3 separate regions of the Sus scrofa genome follow, and all the other regions are linked to region 2. The links are chromatin contacts, called in public Hi-C and HiChIP or PLAC-seq maps. All regions are on one chromosome and are shown on one strand. Each heading gives the region's core, a stretch centred on a gene start, on an enhancer-like site or on the middle of the called end of the contact. The rest is flanking DNA. Distances are from core to core; before and after follow the strand shown.

What was found. A called contact is a pair of places that touch in the nucleus more often than the background predicts. HiChIP or PLAC-seq counts read pairs in DNA pulled down with a chosen protein or histone mark.
Region 1: a Hi-C map of subcutaneous adipose tissue shows a contact between it and region 2, with 2.5 times the contacts expected there. The contact joins the promoter of LLGL1 here to the enhancer-like site in region 2. A contact is called at or near these places in 12 of 47 Hi-C or Micro-C datasets (alveolar macrophages, blood, embryonic fibroblasts and 9 more) and 2 of 2 datasets of contacts at active chromatin or transcription factors (alveolar macrophages and skeletal muscle).
Region 3: a contact with region 2 is called in an H3K27ac HiChIP or PLAC-seq map of skeletal muscle. The contact joins the promoter of MIEF2 here to the enhancer-like site in region 2. A contact is called at or near these places in 2 of 5 promoter capture datasets (fetal liver and liver), 7 of 47 Hi-C or Micro-C datasets (fetal heart ventricle, fetal skeletal muscle, liver and 3 more) and 2 of 2 datasets of contacts at active chromatin or transcription factors (alveolar macrophages and skeletal muscle).

The regions. Positions count from the first base shown.
Region 1 is chr12:60,498,367-60,502,547 of Sscrofa11.1, reverse strand. It overlaps LLGL1 (lethal(2) giant larvae protein homolog 1), which reads left to right and starts at 2,125. Exons shown (of 24, transcript XM_021067985.1): 1 at 2,125-2,267. The coding sequence starts at 2,187. It overlaps LOC110256131 (a long non-coding RNA gene), which reads left to right. Exons shown (of 2, transcript XR_002337407.1): 1 at 1-349; 2 at 622-1,244.
Region 2 is chr12:60,394,496-60,399,077 of Sscrofa11.1, reverse strand. No RefSeq gene overlaps it. Among named protein-coding and RNA genes, the nearest start is that of PRPSAP2, 8.9 kb to the right of the region's middle. Within about 2 kb of position 1,262, at least 41 of the 83 cell types and tissues checked have an H3K27ac peak or open chromatin away from gene starts, as enhancers often do. A contact at or near this core is called in alveolar macrophages, fetal liver, liver and 4 more, where this site is marked.
Region 3 is chr12:60,474,160-60,478,758 of Sscrofa11.1, reverse strand. MIEF2 (mitochondrial dynamics protein MID49) reads left to right here and starts at 3,064. Exons shown (of 6, transcript XR_002337405.1): 1 at 3,064-3,446. It overlaps FLII (protein flightless-1 homolog), which reads right to left and starts at 3,037. Exons shown (of 30, transcript XM_021067983.1): 1 at 2,910-3,037; 2 at 1,257-1,367; 3 at 896-967. The coding sequence starts at 2,972.

The sequences.
Region 1 (4,181 bases), core at 876-3,375, 100 kb before region 2:
CCAGCTAGCAAGGGGATAGCTGAGGACGGGAAGCCAGAACTGGGCGCCACTCAGAGCTGGCCTAGGGCCTGGGGGTAGCCAAGAGGGGGAGGAGGGCTTGGGGGAGGCCACCCCACCCAGGAAATGCCGAGACCGCAGCAGCCTGTCCCTGGCCTGAGGCTGGCCTGGGCGGCCACGGTGGAGATGGCTTTCCCTTCCCAAGGGCGCTGCTGACTCGGGTGCCCTCCTGCCCCCTCACCTCTAGGCTAGGTGTGGGCCCGAGATTACCCAGACCTCGTGTTCATGCCCTTGCCTGGGCTCTCTGAGCCCGTTCCTTGCTGCGAACGACGAGCAGGCCCTGCTGCCCGAGGTGATCACAGGCCCGGGGCCCCCTAGGTTGTGAGCTGGGGATGTGCTGTGGGGGAGGCAGGACGGCTTCCTGCCTGGTCCCTTGGTCCCCTTTCAAAGACAGAAATGGAGACTGAGCAAGGGCAGAGACTTGCCAGGGTGATGGAGGCGCAGAGGTCAAACCGCAATTAGCCAGAACTCACAAGAGTTGACTCGAATGTGGCACTTCCTGGCTGCCTGGTCTGAGGGCTTTGTAAGTACTAATTTACTGACTAATTTATTTCACCTTCACAGCGACCCTTGGAGGCAGGTACCGGTGTCATCCACATGTTTACAGATGAAGACACTGAGGCACAGAGAGCTCAAGGACCTTGCTCCAGGCTGCACAGCCGCTAAAGTCGATGCGAAGCAACAACTTCCTAACACTTCCCTGTGTGAGGCCTTCATTGGGCAAATGAGGCCCTGGGCTCAGGCCCTGCCACTCAGCCATGGGGGGGCAGGGCAGGGCAGGGACCAGAACCCAGGGCTCAGAGTGGGGCCTCCGGTGCTGGGTGTGCAGTGGGCCATGGCCCGAGGGGCCTGACCCCTCTCAGGGCAGCCAGCTCTGCCCCCTGCCTGTACCCACCTGTCTTAGCTTCCGCCTTCATCAGCTGAAACCAGGAAAGGGTTTTGAATGGCGCCTGCCACTCGCAGACACTCTTGTGCCCTGTTAACATCTTTGCTCCTCTCGCCCCCTGCTTCCCACTTGCCCTCTTCCAGATCCAGCTCCAACCCCAGGGAAGGGCTGAGCAGGGCTGGCGTGGGTGGAGGGGTGCAGCCAAGCCCGTGGCTTGGCAGCTGCCTGGGGTCACAAGCCAGGCACTCCGCCCTTCACACAGCTAGGGGGGTCTGGGCCTGGTCTACAGGCCCCACCTAAGCTTCTGGGACCCTGAGCCTCGGGCAGCCTATTCTCAGCCTTGAAAAGAAAGGTTCAGTCTCCAGGCCACTGTCCAGATGAGACAAGGAGGCCTGGACGTTGGATGGGAACAGCCCGATCGTCATTCTGAGTGGAGGCAGTGCAGCTTTCTCTACACAGCCGAGGAGGCCCTCCCTGCTCGTCGGAGAAGCCGAGATGCCATCTCAGGAGCGTCCCGAGTGCCAGCTCCTGAGGAAGGGGCTCTTTTCTCCACCGCATCTCTGTCTCTTGAGCTGATGGCGCTCCTGAGAATCCTCCGTGCGGCCACTAGAGCTTTTTACTTTGGGTCCTGAAGGATGTGTAGGAGTGCCCCAGAGGCTGGGGGCAGAGGAGGGCATTTCCGACCAACCACCCAGCCGACCGGGAGCATGGCGTGGACGGTGCTCTGGCACACTGGGGGATGGGCCAAGGGGTGTCCTGCGAAAGTGGCCAAACGTAACACGACTATGCAATCACTGTGTTCGCCCCGGTCAGAACTCTCCTGGCTTTTGGGACGGAGATGCCTCATGACCTGAGTGTGCGCGTTGTTTGCTCGTCGCAGGAAGAGACTGGCCTCCAGTGAGCCAGGGAGGGGGGCGGGGGGGAAACACGCCTTGCCTTTCCAAGGCTTTTCCCCAGCCGCCCACGCTGGAGCCCCGCTCACGGACTACGAGTCCCGGCAGGCCCCGCTCCCGCGGCGCATGCGCGATGGGCATGCTCGCGGGCGCCCACTGGGCGACCGGCAGGGGCGGGCCGGGCGGGCCGCGCGCCGCCCATTGGCCGGACAGCGCGTCCGTCGGGCGGGCCCGCCCCCGAGCAGGCCCCGCCCCGCCGCGCCCGCGCCTGGCGCCCGCCCGCCCGCGCCTCAGGACCGGCGGGGCCGCGCGGCGCATCCTGCGGGCGGCGGCGGGCGGCCGGGCGCAAGATGATGAAGTTTCGGTTCCGCAGGCAGGGCGCCGACCCGCAGCGCGAGAAGCTCAAGCAGGAGCTCTTCGCCTTCCACAAGGTGCGACGGCGGGCCGGGGGTGGGGGCCGGGCCGGAGCCACGTCGGGCCGGGGGAGGGGGCGCACGCCGGCCGGGCCGCCCGGCTCCGCTGGAACCGCGCGCCAGCCTCCCTCCATCCCTGCCCTCCGCTCCCCTGATTCTGTCTCCGCGTCTCGAACTCCGCCGGCCTCTTCCTGCGGGCCTCTCCGCCTCCGTGTGTCTCTTGGCGGCTCTCAACTCTGGCTCCGGCTCCACTTACTGTCTATCTCTTTCTCTGGGGGCCCCTCGGCGCCCCTGCTTAGTTAGCCCTCGGGCCAGTTTGTTTTGCTTTCGCCCCCAGGCCGGTGGGGAGGGGCGCGGAGTGGAGGCAGATGCTGGGGGGTGGGGCTGGGAAATCCCTTCCCGGTTCCTCTCCTCCCTTCCCCCACCGCCCTGGGCTCTGCCCCCAGCCCTGCCCCGCCGGGGGCTCCCGGGGGGGATGCCTGGCCGTGTAGCCAAGTGCAGTTCAACTCGTGGGGCCTCAGTTTCCCTTGCTCGGAGATAGAGCCCCTGTCTTCCCTGCTGTGGGCTCCGTGTCACACGGGCCATCCGGCCCACTGCTTCTCCTGGAGCCCAGGCGGAGGGGGGGGGAGGGCCGGGCCGCTCCTTCCTTTCTTTCCTGGGTAGGGCAAGAGGGGCCGCCGAAAGGGGCTGCCTTCGGCCCCGCCTCCCCTGCGCTAGTGTGTGCTGGAGAGAGGCCTGCCCCTCGCCAACTCCCCCAGGGCTGTGACTTGTGGCCTGGGTATTACACCCAAGCCCTCTGGTCGCCCAGCCCCTACCCAGGCTCTTGGGGCTGGTAACACACAGGTGAGACAACTGAGGCTGAGAGAGGGCCGGCCACCTGCCCAAAGTCAGAGTAAGCGGAGGCACTCAGTCTTTGCCTGGCCTCGTCAGTGGGATTTGACGTAGCCTGGAGGGACAGGGACTTTGGGAGGGCCTCCTGTGGTCCTGAGCCAGCTTCGAGGAGACTCTTGTCCAGGTGACGCTCTGGGATGGCTGGTCCTGGAGCGGCCGGGGCAGAACGTCTCTGGGCCAGGCAGGGTTTCCCAGGTGGTGGAAGCGGGGGCCAGGACCCTCAGACTTCAAGGTCCAGGGGTCCAGAGCGGGGGCTGGTGCCCAGGGGCTCCTGGATGGCCCCCTTCCCTTGCTGAGTGGCCGTGCGGGTGTGTGGACAGGGATGGCGTTTGGGCAGGTGTTGTGCTAAGGTGTCACTTCCTCGGCACGTGAGGTGGGGTGTGAAGTGGGGACCTGAGGCAGCTGCGGGGAGGGGGAAGGCTTGCTCCCCCTGGCTGGGCCCCTGGTTGGCAGAAGCTGCGGTCTCCCTGCTAAGGAGGGTGAGGCCCCATTTTGACTGGGCAGCAGTGGTGGGAGGGGCATGATCTTGGGCAGGGGGCTTGGTCACTAGAGGGTGTGGCGGCTGATGCCTAGAAGATGGGCTCCAGGAGTTCCTGCTTTGGCGCAATCAGAGGGGCAGCGTCCCTGCAGCACCAGCATGCAGGTTCAGGCCCCGGCTCAGCACCGTGGCTTAAGGGTCTGGCGTTGCCACAGCTGTGGCAAAGGTTGCAGCTGCCGCTTGGCTCTGATCACTGGCTCAGGAGCTCCGTGGACCCCAGGGAGGCTAAAGAAGGAAACAAAAAAGAAAGAACATAGGCCCCAGATTCCCGAGGGGTCGGGGAAGCGGGGAACGGGGGGCAGGAGTGAGCCCGGACTTGGGACCCAGACTTGGGTGCACATCCCGGCCCTGCCCCCCGTTGCATGTGGCACGTCCACATGTTTGTCATTTTAACAAATTCTCACTCCGGCGAAGACGGTGGGAAGCCGGCAGGAGAGAGGGAACTAGGCAGCGTGCTTCGGGGGTGGCTCCAAGGGTGAGCTCAGGCAGGTGAGGGCGTGGTT
Region 2 (4,582 bases), core at 13-2,512:
TCTCTCTCTAAGCTGCACGGACCAGGTCTTCTGATTCTTTAAATCACCCATATTGCTTAGCAAAGTGCCTGGCAACAAAACAAGTGCCCAAAGACTGCTTTGGGGGCTGGGGGAATGAGATTAAAAAACAGAATAAAACGGGCATGAGAGAGCTAGGCGTGGTGGAGATGGTCGGAACTGGTTCCTGGTGGTGGTCGCACAGCTCCATCAATTTACCAAGAATCCTTGGATCATGCACATAAAAACACGTGACTTTTAACAGGATGTAAATTATACCCCAACAAAGCTGTGTTTGTGTTGTTGTTGTTTGGTCTTTTGGTATTTTTCTAGGGCCGCGCTCGCGGCATATGGAGGTTCCCAGGCTAGGGGTCGAATCAGAGCTGTAGCCGCCGGCCTACGCCAGAGCCACAGCAACGCAGGATCCAAGCCGCGTCTGCGACCCACGCCACAGCTCACAGCAGCACCGGATCCTTAACCCACTGGGCAAGGCCAGGGATCGAACCCGCAACCTCATGGTTCCTAGTTGGATTCGTTAACCACTGAGCCACGCGGGAACTCCTCTGTTGTTTTTTTAAAGTCTAAAGTACTTGAGTAGCTACCGCGGAAAAGGCAGAAAGTACGCAAGGCAACCGGGGCTGCGTTGGGAGCATAAAGGGGCTGATGTTTAAAGGGTGCACCTGGCCGTACCTGCTGACGCTGAAAAATTAGTAGTACCCGAGGCCCAACGATCCCATTCACAGGTCTACACCCAACGCAAGTGCGAATACGCGTGCCCACACCTGCGAAAGGCTCCCGCGACACTACTTATGCACGATGGCCCAAGCCCGACACCAGCCCGCCGCCAGCAGCGGAAGAGCTGGACGAACGCGCTGGAGCCCTGAGAACGGCTGTGTTCGCGCCAAACACACCCACGAGGGCGCGGAGGACGCTCCCGGGGCGGCCGGAGCCCTGCGGGGGCGCCACGGTCAATGACAAGCTGAGTCACGACAGGGGCCGGAGGAGGGGCCGGGACACGGCGCGCGGCCGTCTGGACGCGGCCTCGCCGGCTCGTTCGGTTCCGGAGGAAGCGCCGGCGCACGCGCTTTTCCAGATGACCCTTCACCCTGGAGGGAAAATGCAAAAGCCGCAGAGCCGGCGGCAGCCTGGTTTCCCGCCTCGCCGCCTCCCCCCGGCGGCCGCTCTGCGAACTGCAGCGCTGGCGGGCAGGCGCGCCCGGGAGGCGGGTTCAGGAGCACCTCGAGCAGAAGGAAAGCTCCGCCCATCGGCCAAGCCCCGGCCGCGTGCAGAACTCACTCCGGGGACTCACGGGTTGAAAAAGCAGAACCGGCCGGGGCCCTACCGGCCTCTGAAGTGGGTTGGGCCCAGGTCCCCCGCCCCTGCACTCCCGTCTCACCCCTCCCGGCTCCCCAAACCCCAGCCCCACCGTCACCGGCCTGGGCTCCTTCGCGGGTCTCTGCGTGGCTGACTCAGGTCAGGTGTGGAGCGCGTGACGGAGGCGGGCCAATCAGGGCTGACTGTCCTTGATTGGCTCGAAAGCGAGCATGTGACTAAGCCTGGCCAATCGGAGCGAGACGTGGGACTTTGGCGGGGCATGCGGGGTGGGGCGGGGCGCCAAGGCAGCAACCTCCCTCCTTAAGGAGGCAGCCCCTGGAGCTGGAAGCCGCCACCTGGTCACTGTCTGCAAAGGGGAGCAACAGCCACGTGACGGAGCCGGAGCAGTGCCTGGCCACATGCTTGGATCGCTGGGTCCACGCCTGCCTGACGTGGAATCTAGGACTACTCGGTTGCGTGGGAAAGTTTCCTTTTCTGGCGGTAAGGCAATTTCCCCCCACCCCACCCGACCCCAGTGCTCTGCCACTGAAAGAAGGAAACAGAAGGAGTGTGATGTCCCGTGATTCCAGAACGATGAGCCCTTGGATTGGAGGGAGTGATGGCGACCTCAGGGGTGAGGGTAGTGCTGCAGGAAAGAGGAGAGATTTTTGCTGTGACTTGAGATCAGGGAGCTTTAAACGGGCAAAATTAAGTCACCAGTAAACCACGCAGGAAATGAAAGCGAGAGGTGAACGTCTCCACTTTAGATTTTATATCTATCTTTCGATTCCTGTCATCAAAGTTTCCAACCCCATGGTTTGATAAACGCACTACCTAGGTTTAACAAGTGTTAGCCTTTGGTCTTATTTACATTAACGGTTTGTTAAGCTACTCATTTGCAGACATCATGACTAGAGGGGGAGGTTCCGAAGCAGAACTGTGAATCCCCCCTACAGCCTCAAGAACTGACTTTGTTCTGTGTGTCCGCACTGAGGTGGCTCCTGCAGGATCTGTATGTGCTGTTAAACTGACCCACAGCCGCCCCTCGGCTCAGTGTCCTTGGCTGCTGGGGTTATTTTGACATGACCTAAAATGTGTGGACTGTAGCTTTTTTTTTTTTTTTTTTTTTTTTGGCTTTTTAGGGCCGGACCCAGGGCATATGGAAGTTCCCAGGCTAAGAGTCAAATAGGAGCTGTGGCCTCCAGCCTACACCACAGCCACAACAACGTGGGATCCAGGCCACATCTTCGGCCTACACCACAGCTCACGGCAACACCGGATCCCCTACCCACTGAGCGAGGCCAGGGATCAAACCGCATCCTCATGGATTCTTTCCACTGAGCCACAATGGGAACTCCTGGGCTGTAGCTTTGCTGAAGCATGCAAGTGGCTCCTAACCTCACGAAGCTGGCAGGGAACCCTGGAGCCAGTGGCTCCTCTTTGCTGAAGTTGCAGCGACCAGAACGTGCCCTGCGCGCAGTGATCAGAGCCGTGGAGAGCTGTGTGGGGAGTACTCTGTGTCCTCTGCAGCACTGCTGCGGCTTCCTGTTCCACAGCCTCTCTACGTCGGCGAGGCGCTGGCTGAGCGTTGGGTATTGAGAGTTTCACTCTCAGTCTTACCCAAAACCCAGCGCTGTGGTCTCTTGTGACTTCTCACCTTTAAACACTTAGGCATGCACCTCTGAAAAATAAGGCTATCCCACCCAACTGAAAAGGCATATGCCAGAAAACTTTAAATTCTGCAAGAGCTTCTCACATCCAGTCTGTTTGCAAGTTCCCTCAACTTTCCCCAAAATATTCTTTTTCGCTGGTGTTTAAAAGAGCCAATGGAAGATTGTTGGCCAAGATTCGCTCCTTAACCAAACTTTGCTCGGACTCCCCCGAGCCTCGCTGACTCCGTGCTTTAGCTTGTCCTCCAAGAGCCCAGTTTCAGCAAGAATCCTGCTAAGTCAGTTTGGCCAGAATTTCCCACCCTTGCTATCTGATCACCCTGTGTATCCGCCCAAATTCCTCCTCCTCCACTGCCTCTAAGAGACGCCCGACCGCTCCGGCCTGCCTTCGGCCAAACCTTGTTTAGCCAGAATTCCCCCTGACCCTAATGTTTCCTCTTAATAATTTTCCACGCATCGAGCCCCACCCTTGTTGTATTCCCATGTTTAGCTTCCTCCTCCTCAGAGTTGAGCCCGGTCTTACGACGAGGCCCCTTTTCCCCTATTGCAGTAGTTCCTGCGTAAAACCTATTTTTACCACTTTAACTACTGGCAGGCTCTGGGCAATGTCAGCTCAAGGCAATGCCGGATCCTTAACCCACTGAGCGAGGCCAGGGATTGAACCCACATCCTCATGGATACTAGTTAGGTTCTTAACCCACTGAGCCATAAGGGGACCTCCAAAGCTTTACTGCTTAAAACATAACTAGCAAGCGTTCTCTCTCTCCCCTCTGCTGTGTTAGGGGCAGTGTCCCACGCAGGGGCTGCCCCGGGGCTGGGGCATTGAGGGTAGGTGATGTGGGTGAGGAGGCTTTGTGCTCCCAGTTGTCCGATGATGGACAGAGTGTGTGAAAGGACTTTGTTGGGAGAAGCCGGGCTCTTTTGTTACTGCAGCAGAACCCAGGCGCTCCTGACCTGGTGGTGCCTCAGAGACAGGCAGGCCTTCTGTCGGCAACTCTGACAAGCTTCCTGAGGCTGAGAGAAAACCTTTAGCCTCTGCCTTGGCCCCAGCTCCAGCCTCAGCCGTGAGCGGGGCCAGCTGCCCTCTCGCATGGGACAGCCCTGCAGTGATTTATGGGTGAACTAGCCTCTGCGGAGTCCACACCCTCTTCTTCCAGGAAGCACTCCCACTTTGTCTGGCAAGTGCTTTTGGCACCACATCCAGGACTTATGACTGTTGCAAGGGCCTTTATTTATATTTGAGATCGAAAAAAGTTCTATAACAACCCCCAATTTTTTTTAACCTGCAAAACTCATATTAATAGCTGCTTAATTAAATGCCTACAAAATGTAACATTTTAGTCAATTTCTTCATTTTTTAAACTCTCATGTGGACAACACTTTCAGGCCAGTGGAAAACATGGGGCTTAGATTTTCTCACTTTGCAAGAATTCCCCCCGAGGATGAACGATGGTTGCTTCGAAACCACCGCCCGTCAGAACTGAGTGAACCACCTGCGCCAAATGATTTCAGAAGCAAAACCATAAACATGTTTTCTAATTTTATTTTACAGCAAACAGTTATATGTTCTGAGACATGTGGGTGCCTTTTCATATAGTCAA
Region 3 (4,599 bases), core at 1,815-4,314, 78 kb before region 2:
TTGCTCTCACTCCCAGGCTTGGCGAGCCCTTCCTAGCCTACGAATAAGCTCCTATTCACACCTCAAAACCCAACCCAAATGTACCCCAGAGCCCAGCACAGGGCACCTCAGGGAACTTTTCTGATGGGAAAGCCCCTCTTCCTCCCAACTCCAAAGAGCAAGAGAGGGATGCAGCTCTGAGTCGGGGCTCTGGTACCAAATGGGAGGACTCGACCCAAACCCGGTCAGAGCGCAGCCTGGGAGCACGTCTGCTTTCCTCTCCTCTCAGACCTGCAACCGCCTCACGCTTCAGACATGAGGTCAGTGCAGGATGGCTGAGCGGGGGGGACCAGGATCAGGACTCAAGTGACAGGAGGAGTAAGAGCGGCCACCGCTGCTGCCCGCCCCGCCCTAAAGCCCATGCGGGGCCACTCAGCAGTCACCACTGGACCACCTCGAAAAGCGGCAGGGACCTGTCCAAGGCCACCTAGCCGAGAAGAGACAGAACGCAGATGCGAACCGGGACAGCCCAGATTAAGGGCAGCTCACTTGAGCCATCATGAGCACCTCCCCTCCCAGCCCAACCCCAGCCTGCCCAGCTCTCCCACTGCCTGGCGGGCTGATCCTGGGCCAGGGACCTGCCTCCATGGCCAAGCATCCTCAGCTGTGAACTTGCTGGGCGCGGGGATTGTGTGAAAAAGCCCTTCTGGGAGGGGTGGCAAGGGGCTTAATCAGCATCAGCTGTTACGTAGTTGTTTACAACAGGTGGCATTTTGAATTTTTACCTTTTCCCTCACGGGTTACTTAACCCAAGGAAGCCTCCTTTCCCCCACTTCAGGAGAGGGTCCCTGAGCCTGACGCGGGGTGGACGGAGGCGCTGGTCCTGCCCTCACCCCCGCCCTAGGGCAGCACTCACCCGCAGCGATGGCAGGCTAGACAGATCCCCGTGAAGCGTGGTCAGGTGGTTGTGGCTTACTGACAGGTGCTCCTGGGCAGGGACAGGGGAGCAGAGGTTCAGCAGGGTGTGCGGGCTGTCCCTGTGTCCCTCCCTGCCCCAAGACCCACCCCCCCATGGCCACAGGGGCCCAGTCCACGCTGTAGCCTCCCTCCCTCCCAGACCCAGACTCTTCTTGCACTCCTCTGGGGACGGGATGCTCACTCCCTCCCCACTAGCCCTGCCTATGGCCGTTGGCATCCTCTGCGTCGTCCGCCCAGGCTCTGCCCGCCCGGCCAGCCCCATCCACAGGGACCCTCCCTGCTGGCCCAGAGATTCCTACCAGCTTCTGCAGGGCGGCCAACTCCTCCGGCAGGTAGCACAGGCCAGTGCGGTTGAGCTTCAGCCATCGCAGACTGGTCATGGCCTTGACATTCTCAGGGAAGTAGCCACCCTAGGTGGTACGTCATGATGACGCTGGTCCGGAAACGGGGTGCCCCTGCTCTACCACCCCCTGTGGCCTCCACTGCCCATGGGGGCTCTTGTGGAGCAAAAGTCATCTCTGACTGGTTGTGTGACCCTGGACAAGTCACTTTGCCACCCTGTGCTTTAATTTCCCACCCACAGGATTCATAAACCCCCCCCACTGGGGAAAAGCGTCATGACCACCAATTAACATCCAAGACACCTGCTGCCCTGAGACCCGTCTCTCTTGTTGGAACCTCAGCCCCAGGAAGCCTTGTTCCAGATGACACAGCCACTCCCAACTATGTGCTTAGATGGGCTCCATGCCTTTGCCTGGCATCCCGAACCTGCTGTGGCACCTGGGTTAGGGGTACCCCTCAGCTTCTCCAAGGTCCCACCTGTGCTCCCACCCTGCCGTCAGCACACAGCTCCCCAGCCCCGCCAGTCGCCCAGCCTCAGCCCCGTTGGTTAGTTCACTCATTCGCAGCTCTTCCCACAACCAAATGCCCACTCAGTACCCCCACCCTTGTGGCATGGGGCCTAGGCAGTGTGTGCTTTCACTGCCCTTGGCTGGTGTCCCCTTCCCCCTACGGCTACAACTCCCAGCTGGTGACTCAGACTCTCCCACTCTGTACAGGACACGTGGGGACCCCCAGACAGGATGGTGGGCAGGAGGCAGAGGAAAGTGGTATGGCTGCCTGGGCACAGGGTCAAGGGTGCACACAGGGAACAAGGCAGGAAGAAAAGCCTGCCTCCTCAGCCCTGGCCCGACCCCGGGGTCCCAGCCAAAGCCTGGGCCGCTGGGCCCTGCACACCCGGGCTGACACTATACTGACCCCAGCCGGAGTCTGCCCACTGGCCCATCCTGCCGAGGAGATGACCCTCTTGGAGCCAGGCTGACTCTGGCCTCTGCTGCTGCCCCGCCTCCTCTCCGGTGCCCAGCCCTGCCCGCCTGGTTCCCGGTCTCCAAAACAGCCTCCCTCATCCCCAGTGCCTGGTCCTTGAGACCCAGGTTGTTCAGTTCAGCAGCTGTTCAAACAACTGCCGCCTGGGTCTCGACACCTGCCAGACGCACTCGCCACGAAAACGCATCCCTGCCTTCGGAAGACTAATCTCAAGTGCCTTCCTCGAATGAGAAAGCGAGGCTCGGAGAAGGGAAGTGACTTGCCCAAGACCACACAGGATGGGGGTGGCAGGAGGGGGCAGGGCAGTGACGGCGGCGCGGCCGTGAGTCAGGGCTCCGCTCGGGCGTGTGACCTCACAGGGGCGGGGAGGGAGGGCTGGGGAGGCGGGGGCACAGGCTCCCGACCCGGGCCGGCTGGGTGGGGCCCGGCGCCTGGACGGAGCCCGGTGGGGGCTCTCCGCGCGCGCCCGCGGCGTTCTGCCTGGGTGCCCGCCGCGGGCGCGGGACGGAGGCGCGGCGGTCGGCTCGGGACGGGGCCCAGGCCCAGCGAGCCGGTCCGCGGGTCCGGGGCCCGCAGGAAGCGGAGGGGCGGGCTGGGGGAGGCCCGGCCGCCGCCCGGGGGCTCACCTTGAAGTCGTTGCCGCTGAGGTCCACGCCGCGCACGAACGGAAGCACCCCGGTGGCCTCCATGGCGGCGCAGCTCGGCAGGCTGCGGGGCGCGGGCGCGGGCGGCCGGCGGCGCTGGGCGGGGCGGGGCGGGGCGCCGCGGGGGCGGGGCGGGGCGCGCGTCGGCCCCGCCCCTCGGCCTGCCGCCGCCGCCGCCGGGCCCTCTGCTCCGGACTCGGCCTCGGCGCCCGAGGCTCAACAGCCGGCGCTTGCTGGCTCCCGGGCCCCCGGTGGCTCGGGACCCAGGCCTGGGCGCACGGGGCAGCGGGAGTTGGATGCTAGGGTCCTCAGCCAGAGCCGCGGGCCTGCCTCCCGTGAAGCGCTCCCTGGGGCGCGGCGCCCGCGCTTGGAGGCGACTCCGAGTGCAGTTACGTTCTCATTCGTCCCCCGAGGGAGGCGTCCCCTGGCTGGCACATGGCAGCCCCAGTAGGCGACAAGGCCGCTGTGCCCTTCACGAGAAAGGCAGCAGCAGACCACAGAGACCCAGAGGCCCGCAGGGTGCGTGCCAGCTAGAAGGAAGCTCGCCTTCTCCCCCGTCGCGGTTGGGAGCGCGGCCCTGTCCCTTTAAGAAGCAGCGCGCCGGGAAGCCCCGCCCCGAGGAGCGCGCGGCCGCCATTGGCTGAGCGCGCCTCAGGGCGGCACGTGGGCGCAGGCTTCGAGCGCTCCGATTGGAGCCAGAGCCTGCCGGTCTGCTCGCCGGGCACGCGCCCGCCCCCCGGGCCTCCGCGTTCGGTTCCCGGGTCTTTCACGTTCCACTCCCGGACGGCCCCGGGGTGCGCGGCCCGAGCAGGCCCCCTGTGTCCGCCGGCAGGTGTGCCGAAGCCGCGACGCAGGTACGGCCAGAGCGTGGGGGCGTGGCCTCCCTGGGTGCGCTCTCCGGCCGGGAAAGGGCCACTGGTGAAGGGCTGGGGCTGGCCTCCGAGCTCGGGTCCTGTCTGGATGGGTCCTATCCTGGGTCCATCCTGGCGTCCCCAGGGCCTCGGTGCCCTCGCCAGCCGGGGCTTGTAGGAGGAGGGGAGGCCCGGCCGCGCCCTCTCCCCTTCGCTGGTTGGGGTGTGCGCAGCCCCCTCAGGAGCTGGGCGGTGACCCAGGTCAGGCAGGGGGGCGGTGGCAGTACTCATCTCCGACGAGGAAGCCTTCCAAGGGCCATGCTGGGTCAACCCCGGCCGTCTTTCCTATTTTTAGTTTGGGAGCGAGGCGTGGGTGCGGGGCTGCAGGCCCTACCTGGCAGCTGAGCCGGGCACCCGCCCAAAGCAGGGCGGCCAGAAGTCCTTGGGGTTGAGTTGGCTCTGAGCTAAGAGTCATCTGCTCAGGCGTCCTTAGCTGTCCTGCCGGGCCGTCTGACTGGTGTCCTGGGCTTGTCTCTTGGTCACACCCTCTTCACTCGGTCCCACCCCAGCTCATCCCTTCCAGGCCACTTACTTTAAACCTTTCCTAGCGCACCTGCACCACTTTGCAGATGAGCAAACGCAGGGCCTCGGATCCACAGCTACCTTCCATGGCCTGGCCTCCCAGCAGCCGAGGCCTCCCAACCCAGCATTGTCCCAAACCCGGGAGGCCCCTGTCCAGCCCTGCTTGGAGTCTTGAGTCACCTTGCTAGCTGCCCTCACAGTGGGGCCTTTAACCTCCTCTGGCACATACCTGTTGCAGG